Linked DNA regions of Ovis aries: region 1 is linked to region 2. Evidence: chromatin contacts called from public Hi-C data. All regions are on one chromosome and are shown on one strand. Each heading gives the region's core, a stretch centred on a gene start, on an enhancer-like site or on the middle of the called end of the contact. The rest is flanking DNA. Distances are from core to core; before and after follow the strand shown. Region 1 has its middle 41 kb from the start of DNASE2B. Region 2 overlaps PRKACB (protein kinase cAMP-activated catalytic subunit beta).

Region 1 (3,852 bases), core at 960-3,459, 310 kb before region 2:
AGGCTCACCAGGATATTACTTATTGCATTGCTTGGTAATCTATCACTTAATCAGCCCAATTACAGATTTTTTTTTTCCTTCTCATACCTTTGGTTTACCTGTTGCTGCTGTAGAACAGCATTCAACTGTGCCAACACTCATCTCCTTCGCTTTACATTTCCAGTCTCCCTGTCCTCTCAATACTGCCCAGGGATTCTTTCACAAACTTTTAGTTGGTTTGATTTTCCTTTCCTCCTGCAGAACTGCTCTAGCATAAAACCTTTACTATTCTCCTTAAGCCCTCATCTCATTGCCGTTCTTCTGAAATCATCACCCCCACTGCTATCTAAAAGTCGTTTGTACATCCTTTCTTAACTCCCCAGGTGTCCAAGAACATGTACTCTTATTCGTTTTGAAGACTCAGCCTGGGCTCTTGATCCTTTCCCCTCCCAACTAGCCTGTCTGGACCAATCATTTCTCATCTGTCTCTCTCTCTTCATTGGCCCTTCATTAACCTTCAGACATGTTCAAATCAAGTCTTCGGACGTTTCCCCTACCCCACTCTCTCCTCTGGACACCACTGTCTTTCTCTCTCTTCTTCTTCAGTGCCAGATGTATCGGTAGTGTTGTTTATTTTCATTTCTTTTACTTTATAATCTACCATTTAAGCTGTCACTAAAATTGAGTTTGGCCTCCACCACTGTGCTCTCTTGGGGTCACCAGGGTTCATAGCGAAGCCAATGGTTTCTTTAAGGACGATCCTTCTTGGCCTCTCTGGATTTTGACACCGTTGACATATTCCCTCTTGACATGTGCTCCCACTTTGGTCAATCTTATAATCACTTCTTTAGTTTTCCTCCAGAATCTCTGAAGATTCTGTTTCTACTAATGGTTCCTTTTCTGCCCATTCTTTAAATGTTGGTGATGTTCTACAAGTTTTCATAGTCAGCTCTTTTCTCTTCTTTTTCTTTATTTTCTCTGTGGATGATCTCACCCATACACATGACTTTAACTGTGATATATATATATATATATATATATATATATATATAAAAAAATATATATATAAAAGTTGATTTTTTAAATCTGTAACTCCATTTCCAAATCTTTCCCCTAAATTCTACTCTCTCTGGTAATATTAATAGCTAACTGGATAGGTTGTACACCCTTCAAATTCCGTGGAGCTTACCTGCCCCTCCATAATTTGATCACCCAATCCCTGCAACTTTTCAGCTCAATGTTAGATGCTTTCAGTAATTTCCATGGTGAAAAAAATCAGGATCTTTATAGAATTCTCTTTGTTTCCCTCTCGTCTCCATTACAAGTAACTAGTAATTTTCAAAAATCACTAGTTAATATTACAAGCAATTTCTTACCCCTGGACATTTCAAAAGTTCAAATTGAACTCAGAATTTAAATTATAAAGGTGAGGAAAGTCTTAATCTCCAGGTTCAATCTGAGTTGAAGAGACCAAACAAAGAAATAGCCTGAAGATGAGAGAAACCTGGCACCTAGTCAGAATTTGCCTTATGTTTCATCATATGGAACAGGAAAGGAAATTTCCAGTGTCTTTTAAATAAATTTAAATATCTTTGGAATACAGTTTTGCAGGTAAAGTCTAAAGCTATTTATTAACAATGTCTAATTGCCCTATTTTTTTGTTGTTTTAAAACAAAAAACAAAACAAAACAAAAAATAACTTGGGCTTCTTGGTCAGCAGGGGGAGTACTGCCACTTTGCTCTGGGAAGCTTTTCACCAGGGTAACCGCTATCTTTAATATAGACCACATCCTAGCAACGAGGAGGAAAAAAACAATGATACGATCGATACATTTGCTCCCTTGTGGTTGCAATTTTTAAAAATAACTTTTTTTTTTGCTTTTGTAATTCAATAGTGTTTGCTTAGGAAGGTGTCATCTTTTGCCTTTTCATCTTCTCTGCCCTGTCTTTCAGTCACTTTCTAATTAGAGAGGTGTTTATTTAGGGGACAGGGTCGAAAATGGGTCGGGGAGGCCAGTGTAACAGCACTGAGCCAGTATTTAGGCTGTGACACAGACACAAACACACTGGTTTGCTCATTTTATTTAAATTGGTCAACACGGTGGAATAAATCAGTCAAACCAGTTTTCTGTCTAAAATGACCTTTTGCTTGAGTGAACTGATACAAGGATATCAGTGGGACATAGTGTCCTTCCCAGACTGAGCTGGAGTGAAGCCTATCGAGCAAGGGTGGCAGCATTGTGAAAGGAGTCAGGAGACCAGGCTTTCATCTGGATTCTGCTCTGTGACTGTGGACAAAACACTAACTTAACTCTTTGTACCTCGATTTCTTCTTTTATTAACTTCACACTCTATTTTGAAGGGGAAATGATGTGATAGGTTTGAAAATACCTTGAAAGACCAGGAAATATCTATATAATAATTTACACAAAGATCTAGTTTGACACGTATGTGTCTGCATGTAGGTTATGTATGCACTGCATACATAGTGCATATATACCCTGTGTGCACATATATATGTATGTGTGTATGTATGTAGATATAGGTGGATGTGTCTGTGTAAGATACGCATGTATATATATGAATGTATATAGATTTGTGTATGTACGTATATATGTAAGTATGAAGTCTATACACATTACAGGAGATAAGGAGGTAAGGACACTTCTTTCTGAAAATATTGTATTGTTTATAATAATTACTCCACTCACTGAGAATAATAATAGCTTACAGCCTGAATAAAGAATCTAGGTCTCTATTGATGATCATTTACTTACTAAAATTCTTACTTGGTGATGAAAAGTTTGTATCTCTTATTTCCCATGCACATTTTATTTTTCTTTCTATGCATATTTTATAAGGAAAAATTACAGATGATGCTTTAACTAAAGCTTATAATATACATTTATCCTTATTTAATAATATACCTGATGTGTGCTTAGTTGTTCAGTTGTGTCTGATTCTTTGTGACCCCATGGACTGTAGACCACTAGGCCCGTCTGTCCATGGGGATTCTCCAGGCAAGAATGCTGGAGTGGGTTGCAATGGCCTCAAAATAAACCTGGTAAGACCTAATAAAACACTTTGCCACTTTTGTTCACTTTCCCCTTGTCTTATTTGTGCTCTGAATGGAAGCTCAGAATCAAAATATTTTTGTAGGCATTTTGAGAGAAATAATGATTAAGAAATATACATGATTCCTAATAAAGAGAAATCTAGCTCAATATGATGAAAAGTGTACATTTTATCCACTTAGTTTCTAAAATGGCTGCTTGTTTCCAGTAAATCTTTCTTTCTTTCCAAATGACAACAAATAATTTAACAAGTGACATTAAGATTGTAAAGTAGTGAATTTTAAGAAAGCAAATGGAATAGCTTTCAGTTTTAGCAATATATTCCTCCATTTCAAATGCAATTGGAACTAATTTGATCTGTGGCTAGTTAACTCAGTGATTCAAACTGAAGTGCTAATGAAGTCAAAGAATAAATTTAATTCCTATGAAGTTAGGTTTATGCATTACTGTTGCATAAGCAGACACACACACATCCTTAATCCTAACTAGTCATTTGTCCTACAAATAAGTATTACTGTCCAGAACTGAGACCAGACAATGAAATATCATCCACATAAGGCAAAACTATCATTATTAACAAGAGGAAAGCGACTAAATTCCCTTACCCTACTTCTAAATGTTTTTGGTATAATCTTGGTACAGTTGGGACACAATTATATTTTGTGTTTATGTAGTGTTAGGAAGGGCTTCCCTGGTAGCTCAGCTGGTTAAGAATCCTCCTGCAATGCAGGAGACCTGGGTTCAATCCCTGGGTTTTGAAGATCCCCTGGAGGAGGGCATGGCAACCTACTCCAGTATT
Region 2 (3,639 bases), core at 916-3,415:
CAAGAAATTTCAATTGAGAGGAAAAAAATCCTTCTAGTTGACTGAGATATGTTAATTTCTAGACTTGACACTGAGGATTGCTGCTTACCTGATCTCTTCATTTAGGGATCTCACTTTGAAACAGCTCCTTCAGTTAAAAGTAAACTGTCCATTTACACAAAAATGTGACCTGTGACATTTAAAACTGATTGTGGGTACTTGCCTGTGACACTTTTATTAAAGGATGATAAGGGGGGAGGAAGGAGGGAAAGGAAAGAAAGATCTTTAAAAAAAAATCTAATGGAAGATGGGAGGGAGATTTAGGAGGGAGGGAATATGTGTATACTTATGGCTGATTGATGTTGAGGTTTGACAGAAAACAACAAAATTCTGTAAAGCAATTATCCTTCAATTAAAAAATAAATTATAAAAAAGTAATCTATCAAAAAATCTTATGATTTCCTGCCTACTGCTTAACGAACAAAATAAATAGAAACAATGACAAGCAGAATAAAAAGGAATAATAATGTAATCAAATTAGGATACCACACACACACACACACACACACACACACACACACACCCATACAAAGAAAACATTGACTAATGCATTTTGACAAATAAGAGCTCATTTGTGTACATTTTATTTTGTGCAATAAAATTAGTATCAATCTAAGCAAACAGGCAACAGTATCTACAAGACCAAATTTCTTAAATTGTATCTTTCTGAGAAATGTGTGTATATAATAGATAATTTCTTTATTAACAACCGACTATACAAAACACACCATCAACAGGTGTCTACAGTCTTTAATAAACATCTATAGAGTATGAGTTGTCTCTTTACGGGTGTAAAGTGGATAAAATTCCTGAATCTTTCACTTGCTTTCTTGGGATAAATTCTATTCATCCTCAAGGCTCAGCAAAAATGTCACCTCTTCATGGAATGTTTCCCAAACATTTCCTGGAAAAATAAACTGCTTTCTCCACTGTTTCCAATAATCTTGGAATTTTATGTTAAAATTTGTTTATAAATTTATGTCTCAAATTGTGCAATGCACATATTCCATAATAAATATACATATAAAAGTATTCATTCATTTGTAATAAGTTAAAGGTCTAAGTAGAATCAAACACTTGAAAATATTTTATTTATGATAGGATCATATTTGTAAATTATCCAACAACCACCTAGCTGTTCATATATAGAGACAACAGAAAAGGAAGTAATGTCATTTAACTTCTCTATTTAATCTGTTACAAAACTTTATTCATTCTTTGGGTTTCATTTTTATTAGTGCAAATGTGGATTTCTAAAATAACTTCTTTTCCCTTCTTCTAGCCACTCCTTGCAATCACTCATCTCTGACATATGAACCTCCCCAAAATATTACACTCACAGTATTCCCTTGCCAAAAGTACAAGCTAATTCTAATATTTCAGCCCAAAATATTTGTTTTTAACACATGTCTAGCTAGACATATCCAACATTGCTGGAGTTTTGTACAAATATTCCAGATTTCTAATTATAACACTCAGATTAATTTATTTAAAGCAATGTATATACTTTATAACAAAATTACCATAGGAAGGAGGGGGAGGAGGTGGAAGAAGCAGAGAAGGGAGTAATCTTCAACATTTAAAATTTATCCTTTTTCTTCAATAAAACTCTTTTTTATCTGTTACAAAGTCCTTATAGAAAGTAAAATCTTTAGTCCCTACAGCAGTATTTCTATATGTGGTAATGTGACCAGGAAGCTGTTGTTATATAAGTACTTAGGCAATTTGATTTTTACTACAAAGAACTCTACTGTCATCTACTGCTAGAAAGAAATAACTACAGCTTTAACTAAAACTGAATTTCTTCATAATTCAAATTAATCTTAAGAAGTATTTTGCTTGTTACCCTGATAGCATCTTCATAACCTGAATTTGTGCTAAGATGTCTAGCCATTTACCCAAAACTTGCTGTAACAACATATCTTATATTGTATTAATAGTTTAAATAATGTACGATAATAAATTATACCAGGGCTTCCCTGGTAGCTCAGATGGTAAAGAATCTGCCTGCATTGCTGGAGACCTGGGTTTGATCCCTGGGTCGGGAAGATCTCCTGGAGAAGAGAAGGCAAACCACCCCAGCATTCTCGCCTGGAGAATCCCATGGACAGATCATGGGGTCACAAAGAATCTGACATGACTAAGCGACTAACACTTTCACTTTCACTATGATAATGAAACTAGAGAGTAATCAACCTAGAAGTTATAAAATCTTTATTATTCATTCTGCATTAATTCTAAAATTCATAATAATTTTCAGAGTTGAACCTCCTTTGATTGCCATATCACAAAATATTGCTTTATTTCTGATGTTTAATAATAGCAATGATGATACCTTACATTTACAAAAACATTTTACAACATATAAAATGTTTCCACTGATTTCAAAAGAAGCAAACAGGACAGGTATTATTATCCTTATTTTAAGATTAGAAAACAAACATAAATATTAAGTGACTTGCCAAAAGTCACCTATGTCTTCCGCCTCCTAGATCAAGGCTATTTGTACTGATAATAATGATTCCCACTTCAAACAAGGGTAGGGAAGTAAAGATTAACGGCTAGTAGGAGATGGAAATAGTTTCCAGAGTCTGAGATTCTGCCACGAGAAAATGTTCATTCAGATGGTTACCTTATAGCCACGCAATTTCACTGTCCACATTTATGTTTATAATCATATTGGGACCAAATAGAACTATATACTTTAGAGTTTGAAGGTTAAATTTAAACAAACAAACAAACATGGAAGCATATTTGACATGTAAATAATACACCTACTGCAGGCAGAGGGCAAATGATATGACCATGACCCCTGCTATACAAATAAAGGTTTTAGAGTAATAGTTTTGCCTTTCCCAAAATGGATTCATACCTTTTATAAGTGAATTCAACTATTTAAGACTGGCTGAGTGCATTTAGCACAGCGTGCAACTGAGGTTCATCCACGTAGTGTTTTTCAATAGCTTACTAATTTTTTATTGACTAGTACTCCACTGTATGGATTTACCACAATTTATATATCCATTTACAATCAAATTGCCTTGGCACCTTTGTCAAAAATCAGTTAACCATTAACTGTGTAGGTCTATTCTAGATTTTCTACATTGTTCTACTGATCTCTGTGCCAGTTCTTTCATCACTGGCATACTGTGTTGAGTACCGTACGTATCTTTTAAGTCTTCAAACTGGTTGTATGAATCTTTCAACATTGTTTTACAAATTGTTTTGGCTATTATAGTTTCTTAACTTCTCTATATAAATTTTAAAAGTTTGTCCATGTCTACAAAAATAATGTTGCTAGAACTTAATTGAGACTGATTATTGAGAGAAATGATAACAATAGCTTGAGTCTTTCAATCCATGATCATATCGTATCTCATTTTTCAGGGCCTTTGATTTCCTTCATCAATGTTTTATACTTTTCAGCATACAGATCCTGTACATACTTTGTCAGTCTTATACCTAAGTACTTACTGTTCTTTAATTGGAGCTATTATAAGTGGTACTTTGAGAGATGTTTGAAACTGTTCATTGCTAGTATATAGAAATATGACTTATTTTTGTATGCTAACCTTGTGTACTGGAACTTGGCTAAACTCA

Evidence for each region. A called contact is a pair of places that touch in the nucleus more often than the background predicts.
Region 1: a contact with region 2 is called in a Hi-C map of liver, with 9 times the contacts expected there. The contact joins two enhancer-like sites. A contact is called at or near these places in 12 of 16 Hi-C or Micro-C datasets (blood, hypothalamus, liver and 6 more).

Annotation. Positions count from the first base shown.
Region 1 is chr1:61,469,043-61,472,894 of ARS-UI_Ramb_v3.0, reverse strand. No RefSeq gene overlaps it. Among named protein-coding and RNA genes, the nearest start is that of DNASE2B, 41 kb to the right of the region's middle. Within about 2 kb of position 2,209, at least 6 of the 54 cell types and tissues checked have an H3K27ac peak or open chromatin away from gene starts, as enhancers often do. A contact at or near this core is called in liver, where this site is marked.
Region 2 is chr1:61,160,362-61,164,000 of ARS-UI_Ramb_v3.0, reverse strand. The region is part of intron 1 of PRKACB (protein kinase cAMP-activated catalytic subunit beta); the gene reads right to left. Among named protein-coding and RNA genes, the nearest start is that of PRKACB, 62 kb to the right of the region's middle. Within about 2 kb of position 2,165, at least 2 of the 54 cell types and tissues checked have an H3K27ac peak or open chromatin away from gene starts, as enhancers often do. A contact at or near this core is called in liver, where this site is marked.